Linked DNA regions of Mus musculus: regions 1 and 2 are each linked to region 3. A link is a contact called in public ChIA-PET and HiChIP or PLAC-seq data. All regions are on one chromosome and are shown on one strand. Each heading gives the region's core, a stretch centred on a gene start, on an enhancer-like site or on the middle of the called end of the contact. The rest is flanking DNA. Distances are from core to core; before and after follow the strand shown. Region 1 overlaps Itpr1 (inositol 1,4,5-trisphosphate receptor 1). Region 2 overlaps Itpr1 (inositol 1,4,5-trisphosphate receptor 1). Region 3 has its middle 37 kb from the start of Setmar.

Evidence for each region. ChIA-PET counts read pairs in DNA pulled down with a chosen protein or histone mark. HiChIP or PLAC-seq counts read pairs in DNA pulled down with a chosen protein or histone mark.
Region 1: a contact with region 3 is called in an H3K27ac ChIA-PET map of liver, with 5 times the contacts expected there. The contact joins two enhancer-like sites. A contact is called at or near these places in 3 of 484 Hi-C or Micro-C datasets (liver and nephron progenitors), 2 of 115 datasets of contacts at active chromatin or transcription factors (kidney and liver) and 1 of 9 other capture datasets (embryonic stem cells).
Region 2: an H3K27ac HiChIP or PLAC-seq map of hepatocytes shows a contact between it and region 3, with 5 times the contacts expected there. The contact joins two enhancer-like sites. A contact is called at or near these places in 4 of 484 Hi-C or Micro-C datasets (bone marrow-derived macrophages, brown adipocytes, liver and 1 more), 8 of 115 datasets of contacts at active chromatin or transcription factors (bone marrow-derived dendritic cells, embryonic stem cells, epiblast stem cells and 5 more) and 1 of 9 other capture datasets (embryonic stem cells).

Annotation. Positions count from the first base shown.
Region 1 is chr6:108,274,981-108,279,258 of GRCm38.p6, forward strand. All of the region lies in intron 4 of Itpr1 (inositol 1,4,5-trisphosphate receptor 1), which reads left to right. Among named protein-coding and RNA genes, the nearest start is that of Itpr1, 64 kb to the left of the region's middle. Within about 2 kb of position 2,806, at least 25 of the 459 cell types and tissues checked have an H3K27ac peak or open chromatin away from gene starts, as enhancers often do. A contact at or near this core is called in liver, where this site is marked.
Region 2 is chr6:108,325,088-108,328,762 of GRCm38.p6, forward strand. The region is part of intron 4 of Itpr1 (inositol 1,4,5-trisphosphate receptor 1); the gene reads left to right. Among named protein-coding and RNA genes, the nearest start is that of Itpr1, 110 kb to the left of the region's middle. Within about 2 kb of position 1,689, at least 80 of the 459 cell types and tissues checked have an H3K27ac peak or open chromatin away from gene starts, as enhancers often do. A contact at or near this core is called in hepatocytes and liver, where this site is marked.
Region 3 is chr6:108,100,239-108,104,129 of GRCm38.p6, forward strand. No RefSeq gene overlaps it. Among named protein-coding and RNA genes, the nearest start is that of Setmar, 37 kb to the left of the region's middle. Within about 2 kb of position 2,138, at least 7 of the 459 cell types and tissues checked have an H3K27ac peak or open chromatin away from gene starts, as enhancers often do. A contact at or near this core is called in hepatocytes and liver, where this site is marked.

The sequences.
Region 1 (4,278 bases), core at 1,556-4,055, 180 kb after region 3:
ATACCACTAACATTTGCAATATCTATAGACTGTGCTCTTTGTGGTGCGGTAGGCAGAAAGATAATACCCCACCTATAGTGATTTTGATAGTTTGTAAATGTTTCTTCTCTTATTTAAGTGTAAACCCTGAAAACTGGGAAGGTCAGGTCATGGCTGTGTTATTCCTCCTCTTCGCTGTCTGACACGTGGATTGTACTCTCAAACAATTTTTAGTAGAAAAGACAATTTGGTAGATCCAACTGAACTCTTATCGAGTAGATTTTGGAGGTGCTGTGTTGAGATAGATTTGCCATTGTATCCTAACATAGCAGAAATAATCCCATGTATCTTTTTTGAAAAATGTTTTAAAAATTCTTTTCTTTGCATGGGTATAGTTGTTCGTATATGTGCATGTATACCACATGCAAGCAGTGCCCATGAGATCAGGGTACCCTGGAACTGGAGTTAAGGAGTGGTTCTAAGCCTCCGTGTGGGGCCTTGAAATCAAACCTGGCCTTCTGCAAGAGCAGCTTGTAGTTTTATACAGAGTCATATATTCAGCCCTCTTTGAATCTTTTAAATTCTGTTTTAAGTTGCTTATTGTAATCTAAAGGAAGACATTGTTTGAAGGATGCTTTGTTCTTTCCTACCTCCCCTGGTAGACTGTGGGCAGAGACGTTATCTTTCTTGTTGTCCTCTGCATCTCCGCTACAAAAGGGAGCATCTTTCTGAAAACTCTGGCAGTCATCAAAAGCTTGTTGAATGAGTGTGCTATAAAAGCAAAGACCAGCACTATTTCATTCATGTATGAACTGTCATAGAACATGCCTAAAGTCTACTTGGAGACAGACAGGGTCATTATTAGAGAACTTACAAAGATTAAGTTGGGCCATGAAAGATGAGTAAGAGATAAAGATAAGAAGAGCCAGTGAGGCTGGAATGAGGGACCATTCTCATACAGAAATCTTTTCCTTCTTCTTTCTTCTTCCCTCCTTCCTTCCCTCCCTCCCTCCCTGCCATTTGCCCTAGTTACCCGAGATTAAACCTTTTAGGCAAGCATTCAGCCACTGAGCTATATTCCCAGGCTATTATAAGACTATAGTCACAGATGGATGAAGTACAAATGTACTATATTTTACCAATAAACTCTGTGTGATGCTGAGGTTGGAGCAGGTGATGGGTGTCAGATCTGAAGGCTCTTAATGGATAAGGACAATTTGCTTTTGTTGATAATAGTATTACTGTTAATTTAAAGATGGCCTTTCATGGTAAGTTCTTATGATGAATGAATTCCATACAATCACCTTATTTAGCCAACAGAGCAATCTTATTACAGTGAGCATGTCCTAGCTTAAAAGTTTGACGAGTGTGTGAAACCTGTTCAGCCTCATAGTCAGCAATGGATTCTATTCTTGGTAGGAACAGAGGTCCACTGAGCCCAGGGTTTCTCTGTGACTGTGGAAGTGGGATGTATCCCCCTTTGTTTGCTGTTGTATGCATGTCTGTGGGGGTGTTGGCTGGTATGTGTTTATGTGTTTGCATGTATGTGTGTGTGTGTGTGTGTGTGTACATGGGTGTTACTTTAACTATATGTGCACTCCTGCATGTGGAAGCCTGAGACTAATACCAGGCATCTTCCTCCATCACTAATTTATTCATTGAGGCAGGGTTTCTCGGTTGAACTTAAAGTCTGAAAATACAGCTAATCTAGCTAACCAACTGGCCCTGGGGATCCCTTTTCTTCCTCTGAGCCCTGAATTTCAGGTGGGTTGTTATGCCCACCTGGCAATCGTAAGTAAGTGGTCATGTAAGTGTGGTCTTTGCTTTCCTCACATTTGCGTCCTCCGGCTTTAGGGTGTTCTTCATACTGAGATAAATGGGCACCATGTTTGCCACATTCCAGGTGCTCTAAGGTTTGGGAAGAAGAATGTTGCCCACTTACAGGTCTGGTCACTGCATCTCTTTTAAGATGAGTCTGGTGTCATAAGCATTAACTCTATTGATAAATTTGGTGAGGCTTGGATCAATGAATAATTCTCGTGTCAGCTGAATGCAGGCAGTGTTTTGGAGCTGATCTACAGTGATGCAATCAGTGGGAGATTGGGGGAGGGGCAGGGGAAGAGGAGGAGGTGGTGAGAACAGGATGCTGATTAAACAGTAAGTTCTTGTGTTCCTGTTTGTGGCTTGCTGACTTGGATTGCCTGTGTTTATGAATGATAGGATAAACATGTTTCTGATGACAATCCAGAGAGGGAGCAAAAATGGCAGCAAAACAAGGAACTGTTGCTCATGCATCAACTGGTAAGCAGCGCTCCTCGGTAGCAGCGCATGGCAGTCTTGTGGGCGTTGGGAAGGAGGGAAGGAAGAGTCTGTTACTGAGAGCACGGTCCGGGATGGAGCTGTACCCACGCAAAGTATACCCACCATCTGGCCTGGGCTGTGCTTCCGAAACAATGGCCCACGGCTTATAGAGTCTGATAAATCCTGAGCCGAATGGCAGCATCGAGTTTTTAGTGTATTTAGTTATAGAATGCACTGGTCCTGTTAGGGAGAATGGTGGCAGTTACAGGAATTGCTGAATCCTAGTATCCCTAAGATGTGTGAGCCACCTTAAGCAGGTCTAAGTTAGGGGACTTAGCCAAGACAGACAGCTAGTTAGTATGGAGACAGGACTACGGCCTTTGAGAGACATCTGATGATCATGCTTAGCAGTTTGCTGTCTACCTTTCTCAAAGATCTCCTGCCCATCTGAAGGCTGATAGGAATCAGCCTAAGAGCACAGTTTTAGGAGTTTTCTTGCCCCGTAATGACTCTTCTGGACCTTGCTCTTGACACGACAGTACTTCTCGGCCTTCCCCGTCTCTCTTGGAGTTGGTATCTGTATCTACACGTTTACTACCTAGCTCTTTTTAAGTGTTGCAGATTATTCGTTTTATAGTATAATTATGCCAGAGTGGAATTGTCTACACTCGGTGGTATATATACATTTAAGTTATTCATTTATTACTGTTAGGAGTAGTATTACTAAGTTACTAAGCAAAAAATTGTACAGCTCTTCTCTTCATGTGCTTTGCTTTTCTAAAGGCTGGATAAATATTAACTTTTTTTTTTTAATTGCATCATGATCTTTGTTGGTCTTACAGGAAAATAAGTTGAGTCAGGGAAGAAGTTAACGAATTACCTAATGTCCCATAAGCATGCTGTTAGGATTTCAAGCCAGGCTGATTTCAGCACTGTCACTGTGCCCTGAGCATTGTGCTGCATTTGAGCAGTCACAGCCTTCCCCTAGCTCTTTGTTCACTCGTCCAAGTGCTGATATGCCGGGTGAGTGGCACAGCCATGGAGTTACCAAAGCTTTGTTTTCCTAATACAGTTTTAAAAAAAATGAACTCTGTTTTGTCAATTCGAGTTCTTAGGAAAAGAGTTGAGAGAAATTTACAGTGTTTTCTCATTGACTCCGTGCCCCACAACACCTATGCAGTTTCCTGTTGTGCTGACACCATCTACCAGAGTGGCGGACCATTAGGATAGATGAATGACATCATTGTTACTCGAAGCTCATAGTGTGAGTATTTCACCCTGGACACGATGTATAGTAAGTGGTGTTGGGCATATTTGTGATAGTGTGTCCACTATTGCAGCATCTCACAGAAGAGTTGAACTGTTGTGACAGCCCCTCTGCTCTTGCTGTCTAGCCTCCCAAGTCCCTGACTCTTGGAAACCATCAGTCTTTGAACTGTTTCTATGTTGTTATTTCCCACCAGGAAGAGACATGTAGTTAGGATAACAATGCTTCTTCCACATTGACTTTTTTTCAGTTACTAATACACTTTTTAATTTCCTCTTTATCTCTTCCTGGCTTGATAGGTCATTTCCGTTTTAGCACTGAGTAATACTTTGGAGAGACCCAAATCTCTATCCTTATCTCTATCACTCTCTGAAGACATACAGGATGCATTCAAGTTTTGCCAGTTGTAAATAAAGCTGCTATAGACACCCATAAGCAGGTTTTGTGTGGAGATGTTTTCAGCACCTTTGGGTAAACACTTAGAAACATCAAGATGGCTTCTGTTGAAAATCGTCTTCAACGGTGTACTCCTTACTTAGTGCATCCAGCCTCTTGTCAGATAGAAACCATCAATAATTTAGTAAAGTGTTTGGTTCCAGTTTACTCATTTAGTGAGTGGCAGTTAGTGACTTGAACCCAGAGCCTCAACTTTGAAATCACCCTTCAGTTTCTTTTTGACTGTGTTCAGTTCCTTCTCATTGGGATGAACTATGTTAGCAGGTGGTTTGATG
Region 2 (3,675 bases), core at 439-2,938, 220 kb after region 3:
TTGGCAGATATTTTGAATTTTTGAAAAGTGCTTTAGTAGTGGGCTGTGTTTGCTAGGCTAAAAATAATGTGTAAGCACATGAAGCATAGGTCATGAAAGAAAGTAAGAAAACAGTTTTCATCTTCAGGGCAGACACTGGATGTCTGTAAAGTGAGCCCCAATGTAATAGTTTCTGTTTAGCTAGGCATAGAGTTAGGGTTAGGTTCACTGAGGGTAGGTATAAATACGTGCAAATATCAAATGTGGTACTGTGCAAACTGCATATCTACATGTAGGAAAATGAAACTAGGTCCCTGTCTCTCACCCTTCAGTTCAAAATGAACCAACAACCTTAATATAACATCAGAAACTCTAAAACCGTCAGAGGGGAACACTTGAAGTTATAAGTAGAGGCAAGACATTTCTCGAAGTGACTCCAGTAGTTCGGGAGATTATCCCAAGTATTGACAAATGGGATTGCATGGAATTAGACAGCTTTGGCACAGTAGAAGAAGTGATAGAGTCAAGAGACGAGCGTACAGGCTGCGAGAAAATCTTTGCGAGCTATGCACGTGACACGTACAGTTGGAGATCAATACCTAGAATATATAACAAAGTAAAAAGTTTAAGTCCTTGAAAAATCATCATTCAGTCAATAAATGGGCAAATGAATTGAACAGGCATCGAAGGAAGACATGAAGAGTTAACAGCTGTACATCAAAAAGTTCAACCTTCATAGCCAGAAGGGAAAACTACATTTAAACTAGATTTGGATTCCACCTCACCCTGGTCAGAATGTCGATCAAGAAAGCAAATGACAAATGTTGGTGAGGATGTGGGGGAAAGGAGCCCTTATTTACAACTGGTGGGAATGTAACTTCTGCAGCAATCGCTATGGAAATCAGTCTAGAGGTTCCTTCAAGAGCTAAAAATAGGACTACCCGGTGATTCAGCTCTTCCACTCCTGGGTGCATACCTAAAGGGATCTAAGCCAGCACGCCACCAAGATGCTTGGGGACATGGATTGTGATGTGCTGGTTACAGTGGATCAGATACGGAACCAGCATAGAGGCTCAACCCTAGATGAACAGATAGAGAAAGAGCGGTGCACATACTAGTGAGAGTGCAGTACGTCGCAGGAAAAGGGGTGGGTCTATCTGCAGGTTGGTGCGATAAGCAAAATCATGTTTTCTTTATGTGTAGGATCCGTATTTCAATCTATCTGTCCACGTGACACGAAATTAGGAAGGGGTTGCTTGGGAGAAGAAAACAGTGAGATGGGAAGAAAGAATGACGAAATAGATAATGAACAAAGTCCAGTGATCTGTTTGTCTTTAAATATCTCAGTGAGGCTGATGAGTTTGAGTGCTGATTAAAAATGATCTTTTCTGAATGGTGAGGGCATGGCCCCACACCCACCTGACAGGAGCTGTCTCGGAGTGCTGGGTGGAGCACAGTCCTGGGGTGGTCCAGGTTAGGTTCTCATCGTCTCTCTAAGTAGCAAGCAGGAAAGAAAGGGATAGCAAAGTATACATGGGCAGGCATCCTTGTTCTCTTCCTGTGGAGAACTGAGGCAAAGCCGTCTGCGGCAGCTCTGCTCGGCTGTTGGTTCCTTTTCTATTTCCAGTCCGTACCCACTGCACAGATGAGGAAATCATCTGTGGGGCTACGGGCCTGGCTCCCGAGCAACTGACTCCTCTGGCTTCTTTCTTTGTGTACACAGTGATCTTCCTTCCCTGCCAGCGGCCTGTACCTGCCAAGCTCCGCCGAGGGCTTCGCTAGATGGCTTTCGCATCTCGGCTTGCTTTTGTGTCCCCGTGTCCCCGTGATGCAGACACTCTTCAGGCTTCCCATGGTGCCTGCAACCAGGTTTTACTGACTTTAAGTGAAAGGCACATCACATCGTGGGGCAGAAACAGCCTACTTTCCTTTTGTGTAGTGAAAAAAAAGTGTACTTTTCCAGGAGACTCTGGGAAGGACCAGCCTGGTAACTTATGTAACTCCTTTCATGCCAGGCTGCCTTAAGCCTTCCAAAGCCCTTTGGTGGCTATAAGCTGGCGTGGCTAAGGCTGCAGGTTTTGAAACACCAGGCCTGGTGCAGTGAGATCTCTTTGCTTTTGACTCTGAGAGGTGAAATGAGTTCAATATAGCAAGAGTTTTCACCCCAAAGCCTACAGTGTTGTTTGTGTCACAAATGTGACTTTTCTCGCTCTACCCCCGACTCTCCATGTGTCCATGTGTTAGATTCTTTTTATTGGATAGATCCATCCAGCATTCCTTTTTTTCCCCCCACAACCTTCTCTCATTCCCTTTATGTTGAATTACAGCTTCAAAACAAAACAAACAAACAAGCCAAAACCTCCTTGAACCAAGTGAATTCTTTGGGTTTGGTTAAAAAGTGTAAGCTTGAAAATAAATTTCAAAGGTGGTTTTTAAGACTTTCTATTGAACAAAGAGTAAAACCTGGAGACTGGAGAACGGTCGGACGTGCAGCGCCGACCTTCAGCAGTGACGAGCCAGCACCTTGCTTCATGGACTTGATTAACGTGATGTCATTTCCAGACATTGTGTTATTTGGTTTGAGAGGACATTTTCAAGTTGCTTCCAATTCCAGCTGTTGGGGTAGAATCGGCAACCCAGGAAAGCCGTCCTGTGCTCTGTTGCAGGCCCCCTGGGCCAAAAGGGATCAGGCCTGAAAAACTGCATTGCCTGAGTGAGTCTGTGTTGGTGACACAGAAGACTGAAGCCATAGGGGAAGTTGGTGATGTCATCTCTCTCGCTTTCCCCTCCCCTTCCCACTCCCAACCCTGAACCCTGACCAAACAAAGCATATTTTTCTAGTGATAGAAATCAGACACTTTTGACCTTTTTCTTGAAGGGAAATTTTGTTTTTCTTCTTCCTTTTCCTTATCAGCAAGATCTTCCTTTTCATGGAACCATAAAAAGAAATTCATTGTTTGAGGTCTTTTTAAATACATGTATGTATATATACGTCCATCTATGTACACATATATATGTACAGACGTTAAATGTATCACTGATTAAATTTTACCTACTCATTTCATTCCCATGCTTGAATATACCGAAAATTACTCTTTCCCTAAAACGCATCTGATCTCTCCAAGCACCAGCATCCCACTCCCCAACAGAGGTGACCACTGTTTTGATATTGTCAGGAATTTCATATAAATGGGGCCACTCTGTGTCAACAGACTCATTTTGTTATCACTGCCTTGTGACCTTTCACTCAAAGTAAAATAATATTTGTGAAACCTGTCCCTGCTGTTTTCGTGTGACACTGGCTTGCTTTTTAGGGCAGCATGGCCTCCCCGCATCTCGGTGTTGCGTGACTGTGCCGTTTGCCTGCCCACTGTTTCACAGCAATGGTATTTAATTGACTCATCACTGTGTTAGGATGTGTTCAGAGGCCTTCAAGTGAAGTAGCTGATTTCATTTTGAAAGTTAACTTGTGATCTAGCTCTTGTGGCTATTCCCTGTGGAGATAAGAAACTTAAATATGTAGATAATTTCCCCCAAATTATTCAAAATGTAAGCGATGGAGCAGACTATACTCCTGAACGTTGGAGGATGCACACAGATCTTCACTTCCTCTTAATTACAGGGCATTGAATGGAAGCTCTTATATGAATAGAGAGGGCTTTGCAATCTCCAAGGGATGATTGAAGGGGGAAGACA
Region 3 (3,891 bases), core at 888-3,387:
TGAGAAACCTTCCTTGACATGTGGAACACTTGTGGGAGTCTGACATTAGACTGATTCCAGCTATGAGACTTGTCCATGCACCACATGATGTTTCAAAGGCTATGTGGAAGATGTGACGTGCATGGCAGCTTCTTGGAAGGTCATTTAAGCTGTTCTTAGAGTAATTTGTGCTCAGTTCTTGCTGGGCTGTCTTCAGAGGGGTTGGAGAAGGGTGAGTCATGTTCTTCAAAGACAAAGACAGGTAGTTACTGTGGGACCTGGCTTCTCTCCTAGAGAATTCACTCTCAAAGTTCTCACTCCTAAAAAAGACAGAGAACTCAAAAGAAGCTATATACCATGAAGTCTCTTGAAAATTCTATAGTACACTCATGTGATACTAGGAATGAAGAAGGAGGAAGAGGAAGAGGAGGGGACTACTACTACTACTACTACTACTACTAGTAATGTTGAAAATACTGCTGACTCACTGACCCTGATGATGCTGGAGAAGCTCAGAGCCCCAAACCATAACACATGAACTGCTGAGCTAGGAAAGCCCTGTACCCTGTGAGTCCTTTCTCCCAAACCCTAATTGTCCCCTTGAACAACATCTTAACCTTTAAATGTGGGAGCTGATGAAGTTAGAACGGAGATCCTGGACCTGTAATCACAGCAAAAAGGATACATTTAAATCATGAGGCTGAACTAAACCAAACTCAAATCAGCTCAGAGAACAGTTCACCGGCTGGCCAAGATCTCACCAACCAAGATGCTGCCCCTGCTTTCCTGCTCTTTGCTAAATTGCTATGCTCCTAAGTAACTTCTCCTTTAATTGAGATGCTGAGGATCAAACTAAGGGCCTTGGACATGCCCGGTAAGCACTCTGCCAGGGAATTACAAGGCCAGCCCCATAAGAGGCACTTTCATTGGGAGGTAGGTTAAAGAGGATGAGCTTCGGAATTACAGACAACGGCAAAGACCAGATCCAACTTTCCTTTTGTATAGACACTTTGTGCAGCAGACAGACCATTGGGCATAGGAGGGATTTGCCAAGTCAGGGATCTGGAATATAACTTGTTAATTAATAGGCATCTGAGTAACACGTTCATGTAGCCTTAGTCCAGTTTGCTCTTTGTTTATAGATATAACTATAGCTGACCAGTCCTACCTGACTGTACCTATCTCTTTCTTTGCTTTGTCTTTTTTTTTTAAAGATTTATTTATTTATTATATGTAAGTACACTGTAGCTGTCTTCAGGTACTTTTTCTGCTCGCTCTGGCCCCTCTCACTCCTGTCCTGCTCTGGTCCTGCTCAGGCCCAAAGATTCATTCATTCATTATATGTAAGTACATTGTAGCTGTCTTCAGAAACCCAGAAGAGGACATCAGATTTTATTATGGAAGTTTGTGAGCCACCATGTGGTTGCTGGGATTTGAACTCAGGACCTTCAGAAGAGCAGTCAGTGCTCTTAACTACTGAGCCATTGAGAAATGAGGACCTAGAAAACCATGAAGTATACCACGCTAAACACTTGAACTTACCATTCTCTCCTTGGTCCATAATCCCCATAGGTGGGCATTATCACTAAATATATTTTACCTTGAGGAACAACGTTACCTGCCTAATGGTGGCTCAGGGAATTGGACAGGAACAGAGGGACATATCTGCAATGGCCTCCTTCAACATGATGCTGAAGACAATTACTGAAGGAAGAGACTCAAGACGCATTTTCCGGTGTCACTTAAAGAAAAATAAGATTTTATTTGGCAAGTGCATAAAGGAAAAAGACTTGTAGCCTTTGAGAAAGCAAGCAACAGGCATGGACAAAATGCAGGCCAACCTTTATCAGCACATGAGGACAGCCTCACCTCTTTTCCTCTGGCAGCCACTAGCTGGTCTCATTTTTCTCCTAGGCTGATTCTGAGCTTTGAATAGCACTTTAGTGAGGTGCCAAACTGACATGCTAGAAGTCACTCTGATAGCTTCCATTCCCCTCAGCAGATAAAGCACAGAGTTTGTCAAACAGGACCTAGATTCAGGCCAGGACAGCCATTTTATCTCACCTTCAATTATTCTGAAATTCCAAAGACCCAATGAACCAGCCTTCTTGTGATGAAGGCTTTAGGGTCAATGATCATTTGGGGACAGATCAGAATCTGAAGCTGGCCATTTCGATCCCTTGGTGTTAAGCCCTTGAACTTTCAGAACTCAAGTAGGGCAAGTTTCAAAATCTAGCGTTTCTTACTTCATAGCCTACCTAAATATCATCTGTAATGATTTTGCTTAATCAAAAAATTAATTAAATTCTGGCTCTAATGTTCTAAACACAACAGTGGGAAAAAGCAGCTCTGGCTAACTGCCAAGGTTTCATCCCAGGCTCTCGGAGTTAATCATTTCCATGGTGTTTTAAGCATGAGAAACACCAAAGGCCAGATTCTGTGGAACTAAGGTCTGTTCTGGGGGACTTTGTATTACAAGAAGCAAGTTTCAACCAATAAAAATGAAGCCATCGGTCAGAGGAACCTGACATTTGTGGTACCAGCTGGTATTAACCGGAAAACTTAGCGATGATGGCCGAAGGGCCTGAAAACGTCCTGTCAGTGTATCAACTGATCACACAAGTCTGGGAAATCATTCTAGGTGTGATGGGGTGGGGATGGAGGCATGGAGCTTTCCCAGAGACTTCTGAGTAAAATGAGGTCCCTAGGCAAGCTGCTGCCCTTTCTCTCTCACACATACTCCTTGTGTACCACTGCAGGGTCAGTCATTCTTCCCATGTATAGTGCACTGCATAAAGTGAATTTTCCACTGTGTGCACTTTATCCATTTTTCAGACTTACTTGATTTTGTCATGTATAGAGTGCTTTACCTCCCCATGTGTAATGTGTGTAATGTATAGAGTGCTTTACCTTCCTGTGTCTGGATCATGAGAATGTGTAGCGTCCATAGGTACCAGAAGAAGATGTCAGATCCTCTGGAACTGGAGTTCCAGGTGGCTGTGGGCAACCACGTTACGTGCCAGGAACCAACCCCAGATCCTTAGGGCCAGAGGATGTGGAACTGCACTCCATCTTAGGCCACACAACAGGAAGGAAGCGAAGGGATCAGCAGGTACAGATGCTTGCTGCCAACTACCACTACCTGAGTTTGAGCACCAGGACCAGGGCAGAAGACTCCCACACATGACCTCCGTGTGTGTTGTAGCACATAGACACAAAAGCATAAAATGTGGTAAGAAATGTTATTTTAAACGCAAATATCTAGCTCTTCCATAGCATTGGACAATTTAGCCGTTCCAGCCTGATCTCTCAGCCTCTTTAGAACGGGCCTCACTTACATACACACAGCCTGCTCCACCTGTGACATTTTGGGTGTGCTGTTGTTGTTTTGTGTACCTCCCCCACCCCCACTCCCTCCACACTTCCTTTTCCTGATAGCTAGCCTTCAGGTTAGTCCTTTTGTGTTAGGATAACTGTCCGTGGAAAGGAGGAGAGAAAGGTGTACGTATAGCATCATTTCAAAATGGAAAAAAAAAAAATCAATGAAATAAAATACCCTCTATCATGCCTCTTATAAAATTCCTACAGTTTTGGGACAAAAAGGAAGTGATGTTTGTTTCCAAAATATCCCCTGTCCTATGGCAGCTATAGATTTAACTGCATGGAAAAAATTCTAAGTGCTACTGGAAAACTGAAGATAAAGGTGATTCCTTTAGCAAAGCTCATCACCAGAGAGTGAGAACGCTGGAGTTCCCAGGGCTCAAGGCCATTATTCTATTGTATGTCAACATTCATTTATCAGGGAAGACGTGGAAACAGAAGTGACCCACTCTGACACTATTTTGGAACCATTCACCATGCCTGTGCCCTAATCAACACGTCCTGAAATAAATGCCACCTTCCATTGCACTC